Regions from separate parts of the Mus musculus genome. Here region 1 is linked to region 2. Evidence: chromatin contacts called from public HiChIP or PLAC-seq data. All regions are on one chromosome and are shown on one strand. Each heading gives the region's core, a stretch centred on a gene start, on an enhancer-like site or on the middle of the called end of the contact. The rest is flanking DNA. Distances are from core to core; before and after follow the strand shown. Region 1 overlaps Emilin2 (elastin microfibril interfacer 2). Region 2 has its middle 7.8 kb from the start of Gm41610.

Region 1 (5,749 bases), core at 2,335-4,834, 450 kb before region 2:
GAATGCGGCCTCCTTGGAACACAGCCTTAATCTATGGTTGATGGGCTGGATGCGGCCAGCACCAGATAACCTCGACTGAGTTGCTCAGAAGGCAGGTCCCATGCATGAGCTAACCCAAGAATAACAGCTCCATTATCTGCTGTAGCTGAGTTGGGGAGGGCTTGACACTGAGTTTTCTTTAATCCTTTCTTTAGGAATGAAGACTTCTTTTTTTTTTTTTCTCCAGGATAATTATAAATTGTGTGGGGAAACCTACTCATTACTCTGTATGATCAAGGCAAAAGACTGAGTGGGTTTTGAAACCTAACTTGCCCCTAAGTGTGTAAGGAAATTAACTCAAGAGGAAATAACAAAGCCATCAACTTATAATCAGGCTCTCCCCCAACAACTGTCTCCCCATTCCAAGAACCAGAACGCCCTTTCTGGAAGGGTGTTTTCATTCTGAACGCATTGCTTTGATCTAGGATCTGTTACCTTGTAACAACTTTAATCAAGACTCATTAACCTGACGTTTAGATTCATATAGTCATTTCAGATTAAAAAAAAAAAAAAAGTCATGGCCTAAGCATTCTGGCTTTTTAAAGTTTAGGGGAATTTTCCTAAAGAGCCGAGCTACATGTTTCACACTTCTTTGTCTCCAGGCCAGATTCTCCATGTGGTGATCCAATTAAAACTGTGTGATGCAGCAGAAAAGGATGGGAAGGTGGACTCTGAGTTTGTGTTTTAAGCTGTAAGGAGGACCTTGGCTTGGAATGGAGCCATAAGAGGGATCTAGGGACCGGAGTCCATCTCCTGACGTTGCATAGACCACGTTTAGAGATGGCCATGTGTAAAATGACCATTTTGACTTTCAGTCAGACACGAGATTCAAGTGGGAAGTATTTTAAAATTCCAGCATTTTGCCGGGCAGTGGTGGTGCACGCCTTTAATCCCAGCACTTGGGAGGCAGAGGCAGGAGGATTTCTGAGTTCGAGGCCAGCCTGCTCTACAGAGTGAGTTCCAGGACAGCTGGGGCTACACAGAGAAACCCTGTCTTGAAAAACCAAAAAGAAAAAAAAATTCCAACATTTCAGTGTTGAAATCACTTTCAACTCCATGGCCCTCACTGCCTGACTGCATTTGTTTTTGGCAGAGGGTCAATAAACAGAAAAAGTACATTTATTTAGTCATTCACTGACAAAAAAAAAAAAAAAAATCCCACAAAAAATAGGAAAAGCATGTCTGTGGTTCCTAAAAAATTAGTCTACCGTCTTGTCAGTTTCTCAAGGAGACCAAGTTTGTTGAAGTGAATTGCTTGTAAAACGGGAAGGAAATTCAGACACGCCCTGCAACATGCAAGACCCGCTAGGGTGTGAAAAGGGCTAGATGAAAAGACAAGTGCTTTAATGGTGTGTTCACGAGGCACCGGGAGCCATTGAATTCTCAGAGGAAGTGATGAACCACAGAGGTTAGACGTGTCAGGGAGTACGTGTTCGGTGACTATAGGGTTTTCATTTGGGAAGTTAGGGAGATTAACGTCACCCACAGACCTACAGACCTGATCCTATGATAATGGTCACGATGGGCTGGGTGGGGTCAGAGGTGGGACATTTACTAGGATATACAGTGTTCTGGGTTTGAATCCGAACTAATAAATATATAGATATATAAGTAAATGCTAAGGTGCTAAATGTTATATTGTATGTATTTTACTGCCATTTTATTCTGAAAAGTAAGTCACAGGCTGGGACCTGGATCAGTCGGCAGTGCTGGCTTAGCACGCACAAGGACCTGAGTTCAACGCCCCAGTACTCCTTACGATTAGGCGTGGTGGTATATGCTTGCGGTCCCAATCCTGGGGATTTGAATGGAGGGTGGACAGTCACTCTCAGTTACGTAGTAAGTCAGAGTTGAGTTGAGCTCTAAGGGGAAGATGTGACTTGTTGAGCTCTAAGGGGAAGATGTGACTTGGCAGCACACTGATTTCTCTCCTGGGATCCTCCGGGATGAGTCATTCTGTATGGTCCTCTCTTCATCCTCCTAGGTTGAGAGCCACCGGAACTGCATGTGCCAAATTGAGCCAGAAAAGTTGGCTTCAGGCTGTGGCAGGCCAGTGAGCAGAAGGAAAGAACTTACTAGAAAGTGTGTACTCTGGAAAAGTCCCAGGCTGAAGTTGTGTCCCCATGGTGGTGGTGGTGGTGGTGGTGGTGGTGGTGGTGGTGGTGGTGGTGGTGTGTGTGTGTGTGTGTGTGTGTGTGTGTGTGTGTGCTGGGCTTTGGATCTGTGCCAGGTTTTAGTCGCTAGAATATAGGTGAATGTCAAATGCAGGCTTAGGAGCCTTGGTTGTTGGTGCACCGCGCTGACGGTCCTCTTGGCAAAGATTTGTTTTTGAGCTTCATTTGGTGTCTTTGTACAAGCTGTCTGTCCCCTCTGCTGGGCTCAGAAAGCGTGGTTTAATAGAGGTCAAACATCAAGGTCTACCCCTGCAGCTTCCTGTACCGTCTCGTTTATTCTCTTCAGCAAACTCTGTCTGGTAGGATTTTCTGTGGTAACATTTATACTCTGATGTACTTGAAATGTGGCTGTTGGAATTAAATATTTGATTTTATTTTAATGTAAATATAAGTAGTTTGTGTGACTCGTGGGCACCTTGGATTGAACAGCTCTGGGTTACCCTTGGGTGTGTGGCTCTCAGGTAGTTCATCTTGAACCCAGGATTACACAGTCCAGTTTAGTTCTGAGAAGACTGAAGAATTGTCAGCTGCTTAGACCAGAGGATAAAGTTTTCTTCTTAAAATAGGAGATTAGATCACACAGACTTGGGCAGATACAGTACTTTTGTTTGAGTGACACACTATTAATCCAATCAATGATTTCATTTCATTGAATTCTTGCAATAGGACATGTTGTATTTCGTAACGATGTTTTAGACAATGCCTTAAAAAGAAATGCTCTTGCAGGGCCACAGTGATGCACACCTTTGATCCCAGTACTCAGGAAGCAGAGGCAACGCAAAGCTCTGAGTTCAAGGCTAGCCTGGTTTACAATGTAAGTTCCAGGATGGCCAGGGCTACAAAGAGAAACCCTGTCTTGAAAAAAACAAGCAAGCAAGCAAACAAACAAAGTTGGGGTGTAGGTCAGTGGTAGGCTGCCTGCCTATTGTATCTGTCAAGTCATAAAAAGCCAGGAGGAACTAGAAATACCCCTCATATCGAGAGAAGCCAGACTGAGAAGACCCGTGTGGTTTCAGCTCTTCGACATTCTGGAGAAATTAGGGAGAAAATAAAGACCAGAGGCCCCTGGGGAGGAGGATAAAGAAGGATAAGTCGTCAGGGACTTTTAGGGTAGCGAAACTGCTCATAAGACCCCGCAGTGGTGGCTACAGGCCACTATGCATTTATCCCAACCTTAAATGCACAGTGCATGCAAGCATGAACCGCAGTGTGGACTGTGAGCTGGGGTTCTGACGGTGTGTATATGCAGGTTCTATCATTGAAACAAATGTCAGCCACAGCTGTAGACAGGGCTCCACCACACATACAGGGTGCTGACACGGTCCCAACTGGGAGAGCCTGGGAGAGGAGCCAGGCTGTGACTGGCCTGAGTCAGCGTGTGCTCTCTGCCTTGACTGACCCCTGTCTGTTTCATTGGTGTATCTGCCCTACACTGGGGACATGAGCTAACTGTCTCAGTCAGCAGTTGGTGTTACAAGTGCTCCGCCCTTGTAAGCACAGACCAGGCGCTTGGGGACACAGCACTACTTTAGCTCAGCTCTACTTCCCCAGTGCACAGAGGCTCGGGATTCTAAGGAGGTGGGTGGGCTCCCTGAGGTAGCAAATGGAACACTTGGGGAGTTCTGAAATATGCATGAGGTGAAGGCCTTGCCTGCTTTTGGTATGGTGCTTGGGAAAAACTGGGCCTTCAAGCCAGCAAGAGCTCTGTCACTAAGCCACAGCCCTGAAAGTTAATAAAAGTTAGTGGGTAGGATTATTTGTTTCTTTCTCTGCAGTGCCCTGTGTGATTGGGCTCCTGGGAATTGGAGTGGCTCCCCAACCTCTGGAGTCCCTTTCGACTGGTGTTATGTTATGTTATGTTATGTTATGTTATGTTATGTTAGTGGGAACCCCATTTTAGCTGGGGCTTATGGGACTTGGCTAATCCTGTGTTGTGCCCTCAGAGGTGCCTCATGCAGACCCTAGGGACCCCTTAGCAAGGTCCAAGGTCACCTCAGGGGCCTGCCTGTCACTTAATGTAGGGAGAAATTCCTCTGAGGTTTTCCGTGTGCAGAGGTTGCTGCCTGATGTTTTCCAGCTGTTGCTGCTGTCGTGTTTACCTTGAGATGTTGTCAGGAAGACAACCTGAAGGGTACCACAAGACCTCTGCAAATGGCTGACCCAGGTCAGATGGGCAGTAGACCAGGCAGTCAGAGCAGGGTGGAAACTCAGACGACCTGGCTGTGGGATGAGCTGGTGGCAGCTCTGCCCTTCCTTACAGTGGCAGCACACTGGGAGAGCAGGTCCTTCCTCACCCCCCAGCTCCTGGTTCAGGATTCAGGGAAGGCTCTAGTAGCATGGGTGGGGTGCAGCCTACCACTCTGTTTTCTTCCAAGGGACGAAGTCTGTTCTGCTGGGTGCAGCCTTATCAGAAAGGTTTCCTGCAGGCTGTCATCTACTGGCAGACCCGTACGCAAACACATTTTCGCATTCCACTTTAATGCTCCGAGGGGCAGAGTTTCTCTGAGGTTACACATTCCTCTAGCATGATGCTGTCCTGAGTCTGCAGGATACACAGGGCAATCGTCCCTCTGTGTGCAGGGGTTCCATGGGTGGAGGTGGGAGGAAGCCCAAGGCTGGTGTCTATCTGGACTGAAGGAGATGCTCAAACAGGAGTCCTCTGTGCAGAGAGGTCAGATACTTCCTCCCACAGGATTTAGGGCTTTCTGGAGTATCTCCAGGTAGGATGCTTTGAACTGAGGGAAACTGCCAGAGAGTAGCTGGCAGTTGTTGCCTGCTGGAAGGGTGTGTGTGTTACAGAAGAACCCAAAAGTTTCCGTTCCAACCACTTGAGAATGAACTTGGGCAACTCATCTTACCTGCAAGTCTCTGTTTCCTTGTTTGTGACAGTGGGCAAAGATATGCAGTAGAGCCAATGTGATTGTCTTTTAATGTTTAAGATTACAGTTATGTGTGTATACATGTGAATGTATATGTGTGAGTGTGTATAAGTGTGAGTATGTGTGAGACTGTATGACTCTGTGTGAATGAGCATGAGTGAGAGTGTGTGTGTCTGTATGTGTGTGAGAGAATGTATGTGTGTTTGAAAGTATGTCTGTGTGTGTCAGTGTGAATGTATATGTATGTAACAATGTATGTATGAGAGTATGAATATGACTGTCTGCATGCATGTGCGTGAGAGTGTGCATGTATAAATGTATATGATCTGTGAGTGTATCTGAGTGGGCATGGTGTATGTATGTGTGTAGTGTTTGTGGTTTGTGTAAGTCTGTCTGTATGTGGGAGTACAAGTGTGTATGAATGTGGTGTGTTTTAGTGTATATGTTAGTTTGTGTGTGTACATATTAGCATATGTGTATGTTTGAGTGTATGTCTGAATGTGTATGTGTGTGCATATGTGTGTGTATGTGCTAGTGTGTAAGAGCATGAAGGTATATATGTGCACACGTGTGTGAACCTGTGTGTGTGTGTATGTGGATATCAGATGAGGACTTGCCCCTTCTCTTCCACCATGTGGCTCATGCAGTCTGTGTGAG
Region 2 (5,706 bases), core at 362-2,861:
AAAAAGAAAAACCAAAACAAGATCCCAGGAATCCAGGAATGTAGCTCAGTTGGAGGGGCAAGGCCTGGGCTTCCATCCCCACTAAACACAAAACACCACCAAAGAGCGGGAAAAAAAAGATAGACCAGACTAAACTAGACAGGTGTATTAAATTCCTTTGAATCCATAATAGGTATAATGGCAAGTCAGGGGGTGTTACACGTAGTTGACATTTTTCTCCAAAGTTACATGCATGACATATCCAGAACATCATTTATTTAAAATTTTCTAATTAAAAGCTTTAATACCTTAAGCTCAATCCAATCATTTCGCAATTTATAGTAGAGATCAAGATGCCACAAATATATACATCTTTCTTCACATTTTTGTAAAGGCTTTATAAATTTCAAAATAACATTGCTGCAGAGTTTTTCTAACATTTTCTGTAAATCCTGGATAGCAGTGAAATGTCAGAATAGGAGTTGGGTGTGGTTCAATGACTCCAAGCGTTCTTAAAGTCCAAGGTTCATTTCCAAATACTACATGTGTAAACATAGAAACACAAAGTCAGATTGACTTAAAAGTAATAGTCTATCTATTGCACACCTTATATTGCCACTTATCACATTATCTTATTTATTGGGCACCTTATGTACAGTCGTTTAGACTTCACAACCCTAGTGAGAGGTGTTGTTACTGCTGTACAGGGGGAGGAAGCTGGCTGGCTGGTGAGTTCAGCCTGTCTGAGGCTATGGGCTGTAATGCAGCCCTCAATCCCCAGCAGATTCTGCATGCTGTGCGAGCACTGCATTTGAAATCAAATGACTTGCAAAGAGATAACCCCAAAAAACAAATGAACAAAACCACCCTATACTCTAAAGGATTTTGGAGTTGCCTTGGCAAATGATCGTTTATAATTTTATTTTCTAAATACCTCTATCCTCTGTTGTCTACCAAGTTACCCCTTCTCCATTTTCCTTTTGACCACATCTGCTCCTTAGGAAGACTCGAGGCACTGCCGAGTCCTCGGGGATTTCCTAAGTCTCATTAACTACAAAGAGTCTGACACAATGAACTCCTGTGCGCTCTCCGCAGCTTCTCGGTGTATTAACACCCAACTATACATAACTTTTCACTTTCTTTTCTAGGCATCAGCTCTCTGAGCCCACGGGCTTTGTTTTCCAGTGTGTTTGTTTTTATTCTGACCCTTTAGGGCTACTCTTTAAAAAACAAAACAAAACAAAAAACCCTATCAATACTATGGCTTTTAATAGGGATGAAAGGGACAACGCTGCGTAAAGGGGCCGGCGCAATTTTATGATAAAACCATTCATTCCTCTCCCAATCTCAACTCATCCATCCATTTTTGAAAAGGGGTTGCTTGTGGATTAGAGCGGAGGGGGGAGGGCTCTAGTGGCGTAAAGATCAACGTTAAAAATAAATATCTCTACGCAAAGAAAACAGACCACGCCTTTCCCCTCCGACCCAGACAGAACCTAAGTACTTTGCCTGGGCAAGCTTTTTGAGAGGCTCACCTCCCGGCAAGATGAGCCGGTTTGCTGTGGCGCTGCTCTTCCCAGGCAGGTGCTGCGCGGGCTCGCCAGCTCCCTGTTAATTTGAGCCCGCAAAGGGACCTTTGATCAACGTGCTCACAGCCTGCAGGCTTCCCGAGCTGGCTCCCGGCGACTTCAAAAGAGCTGTAAAACCGACTGTAATCTCGGCCTTCCTGTTTCTGAGGCTCCCACCCCCACCCCGCCCCCTGGGTCCGCACACAAACGCCAAGCTTCGCACCGGACTATTGTCCTCGGTCCGCAAGGTGCAGCCACTGCCAGCCCCGTGTGCCATTTGCAGAGGGCTGGGCCAACTGCTAACTCAGATTTCTTCGTCCAGAGGAGGACCTGACTCGAGCTCCTTTGCGGAGAAGTGGAGATGGGCATATCATGTAATGCTTGCTGGCGGAAGGTGATGTGAAAAGCCCCAGTTTGAGGGAACTCTATACCAGGAAGGCAGTGGTTTGAAATTTTGATACAGAAACTACAAAACTAACCAACAGAGTCAACCAGTCTGTCTGACTATCTATCTATATCTATCTATCTATCTATCTATCTGGTTTGAGACTAAGTTTCTCTCCGTGTGTGTGTGTGTGTGTGTGTGTGTGTGTGTGTGTGTATGTATGTATGTATAAATGAATGTATGCATCTATCTTTTCTATTTATCTTATCTACCTACCTACTTATCTGTGTTTTGAGACAAGTTTCACTCCATGTATGTATGTATATATGTATGAATATATGCATCTATCCTATCTATCTATCTATCTATCTATCTATCTATCTATCTATCTATCTATCTATCTTATCTGTGTTTTGAGACAAAGTTTCACTTTACAGACCTAGCTGGCCTCAAGGTCCACATTCTCCCTGCTGTCTTCCGTCTCCACATCCCGCTAGTAGTCCTTTCTATTCTCAAATTTTAGTTCCTGCTTGCCTTTGGATTTTCTTGGTTCTGGGATCTTAATCCCATTTGGGATTCAAGAATGATTTTTAAAAACTTGACACGTATTTTGTGTGTGCTGAGGGTGCACATGTAGGCAAGTGTCTGGAGGAGTACACTGGGAACTGCCAGGTATCTCCTTCATCTTCTTTAGGAGGTTGAACTCAGGTCACTGGTTGGCACCTTCTGTCTCCCTGGCTCTGATTTACTGATGGCTTATGTTGTGATAGCGCGGGTGTGGAGGTAGGAGGAAGAACTATTTGTGTAGCAAGCTTTTTGTCCTTTTTATATGGTACTAGGGCTTGAACTCAGGACCTGGTCAGTTCGAGGCAAACCTTTTCCTTGGAGCTACGTAGAGCCTTCTAAGGAATATTATTCAGAATCTTTGAAAAGCTTAATTTCTTTATGTAAGATTTGGTATTTAAAACAATACCACTCTCCACCAATCTCCCCACCCCTCCCCAAAATCCCACGAACTTCAAAGTTGTTGAGAATCACAGAAGGTAAACTGAGCTCTCAGAGGGAGAAGACGGTGATAGCAGATTAGAGGCTCTGCCAAGGAGAAGCCCATCCCTGATCAATTAAGAACCAGGACTGGGGTCTGAAGAGGTGGCTCGGTGGTTAAAAGCGCTGGCTGCTCTTCAAGAGGACACTGATAACAGAACTCACTGGGCAACTTACAACCAACAGTAACTCCAGGTCCTGAGAATTCCACAGTTTTCTGGCCTGTGCAGGGCACTGGGTAGAACAGAGTAGACACACACACATTCAGACAAAACACTGGGACCTATAGAATAAGTTAATAAAAGAACTGGGGTTGATCTGGGGCAAACTCCGAGGTAAAGCCCTGGCCTGGCATGGGAAAGATTCCAGCACCCAAAGGGATAAAACACAGTAACCAACCCTCAGCCCGAGAGACCATGGTCACCCCGTTCTTAGCGAACTCGTCATCGCTCTCTTAATCTTGTGACCATCTTTGAAGCCCTCACTCACACTGCTTCCTCCTATGAGGTCCGGAGGAGAGGGAAGTAGGGATCGCTTTGCTGCTGTGTCATTAGAAGATGGAGAAGGGTGGGCTGAGGAACGGGCCAGTCAGGGCCAGAATGGAGCCAAAAGGCAGAAGTGAGGCTAGGACATTCGCCCACAAGCAAGAGGAAGCAGGACTTTGGCTCCCATCCAGGGAGAGTCACTGCAAGATCTGTAAACAGCATCCATTTGTTGACAGCTCAGGTTTGCTTCAAAGAACTTGCTTTTTGTTGGGCACAGATCCCAGCACTTGGGAGGCAGAGGCAAGAGGATCTCTGTTGAGTTTCAGGCCAGCCTGGTCTACACAGTAAGTTCCAGGACAGCTGGAGCTACATGGTTAGACGCTGTTTAGAAAAAAACAAAACAAACAAAAAACGGGCTGGAGAGATGGCGCAGTGGGTAAGACTGCTCTTCCAGAGGTCCTGAGTTCAGTTCCCAGCAACACATGGGGGCTCACAACCATCTGTAATGGGGTCTGTTGCCCTCTTCTGGTGTGTCTGAAGACAGCGACAGTGCACTCATATAAATAAGTCTTAAAAAAAGGAAAAATCAAAACCAACAAAACAGCACAAGCATCTCAAACCACCATCATCAACAAAATAACTTGCTCTTTGTAACTCCATTGAGAGTGTTAGTGTGTGAGAGCATGAATCTGTGTGTGTGTGTGTGTGTGTGTGTGTGTGTGTGTGTGTATGTGTGTGTGTCTTCTTAGTCACATTTATGATGCTCTAGTAAAACATTGACCAAAAACAACTGGGGAGGAAAGGGTTTATTTGGCTTACACTTCCTCATGGCAATCCATCACTAAGGGAACTCAGGGCTGGAACTTGAGGCAGGGACCTGGAGGTAGGAACTGGCGTTAGACAACACTGGCCCTAGACAACACTGTTTATTTACCGGCTTGCTCCTTGTGGCTTGTTAAACCCCCCTCTCTTATGCTACCCAGGACCACCTTCCCAGGGGTGGACTGCCTGCTCACCCCTAGTCACACATTAATCAAGAACATTCCCCCCACGGACACACTGATAGGCCAGTCTCAGTGGCGGTTCTCACTTCCCACTAATTTGTGTTGAGTTGACAAAAACTAACCAGCATGGTTGGTGTGACCAGAGGATGAAATAATGTTTATTTTTGGACAAATCCACCTAAAGGATCCTTGAGGACTTTAGGGTGGACATTTTGGGGGTGGGGGTGGGGTGGAGAGAGAAGAATCTGTGTTAAAACATCAAATTTGAGAGTAAAGCTCTCTGTCTCAGGTGGGCGTCACTGATGTGCAGAAATGGAATGCTCGATATGACAGTTGGTGGCAAATGCTGCAGAATACAGGGTTGAGAGGTCAGAGGAAGGACAGGAAGAGGTCTGATGGCAGACCACTAGGTCTGGCGACCTATTGCAGGCAAGACACTCTCTACTGGATATAGAAGGGAAAGATTGTAAGAGGCTACAAAGTTTCTCCTTCCCCCCCACTTCTTCTGTGCTTAGGGATTAAACTCAGGATCTTCTATATCCTAAGATTATACCCCACCACTGCCCTATACTCCCACCCCCTGCTAATTTTCTGAGGACCAACAGAACTCCAATAAAACTCGCGGCCAACTGGGGCAGTGACTGGATTATACATCCATGCAAACTCAGCAAGAAGCTGGAGAAAGATCTGGAGGTTGGGGAGGAAAGAGCTCATGACTACAAAACAATAAAAAGAGACAGCCTCGAAGTCAGAGCAAGCACTGGGCAACTGTGTCTACCCATGGAAGGACATCTTATTAAAAACAGAGGTGCTGGGCGTGGTGGCACATGCCTTTAATCCCAGCACTCGGAGGCAGAGGCAGACGAATTTCTGAGTTCGAGGCCAGCCTGGTCTACAAAGTGAGCTCCAGGACAGCCAGGGCTACACAGAGAACCCCTGTCTTGAAAAGCCAAAAAATAAATAAACAAACAAACAAACAAAAAAACTAACAAACAAAAAAAACCAGAGGTGCAGAGAGGCAAGGCTGGTGAGAGCCCATGGACAGCGCAGTGGGACTGGACTCATGTTGGGGGCTGATAGGAATCAAACTCTAAGAAGCCTTGAAACAGAGGCCCAGAGCATGTATCCAAAATTCTTTCTTGGCTGAACTCTCTAGGACTCGTGTCTGTGTATACAAGTTTTTGGTCAATGTTATCAGCTCCCCCAACACCAGCTCTGGAGTCTGTATGTGCCAGTGTGAA

The links. HiChIP or PLAC-seq counts read pairs in DNA pulled down with a chosen protein or histone mark.
Region 1: a FOXA1 HiChIP or PLAC-seq map of pancreatic cancer cells shows a contact between it and region 2. The contact joins two enhancer-like sites. A contact is called at or near these places in 2 of 115 datasets of contacts at active chromatin or transcription factors (bone marrow-derived macrophages and pancreatic cancer cells).

Annotation. Positions count from the first base shown.
Region 1 is chr17:71,284,001-71,289,749 of GRCm38.p6, reverse strand. The region is part of intron 2 of Emilin2 (elastin microfibril interfacer 2); the gene reads left to right. Among named protein-coding and RNA genes, the nearest start is that of Emilin2, 24 kb to the left of the region's middle. Within about 2 kb of position 3,584, at least 114 of the 459 cell types and tissues checked have an H3K27ac peak or open chromatin away from gene starts, as enhancers often do. A contact at or near this core is called in bone marrow-derived macrophages and pancreatic cancer cells, where this site is marked.
Region 2 is chr17:70,830,611-70,836,316 of GRCm38.p6, reverse strand. No RefSeq gene overlaps it. Among named protein-coding and RNA genes, the nearest start is that of Gm41610, 7.8 kb to the left of the region's middle. Within about 2 kb of position 1,611, at least 129 of the 459 cell types and tissues checked have an H3K27ac peak or open chromatin away from gene starts, as enhancers often do. A contact at or near this core is called in bone marrow-derived macrophages and pancreatic cancer cells, where this site is marked.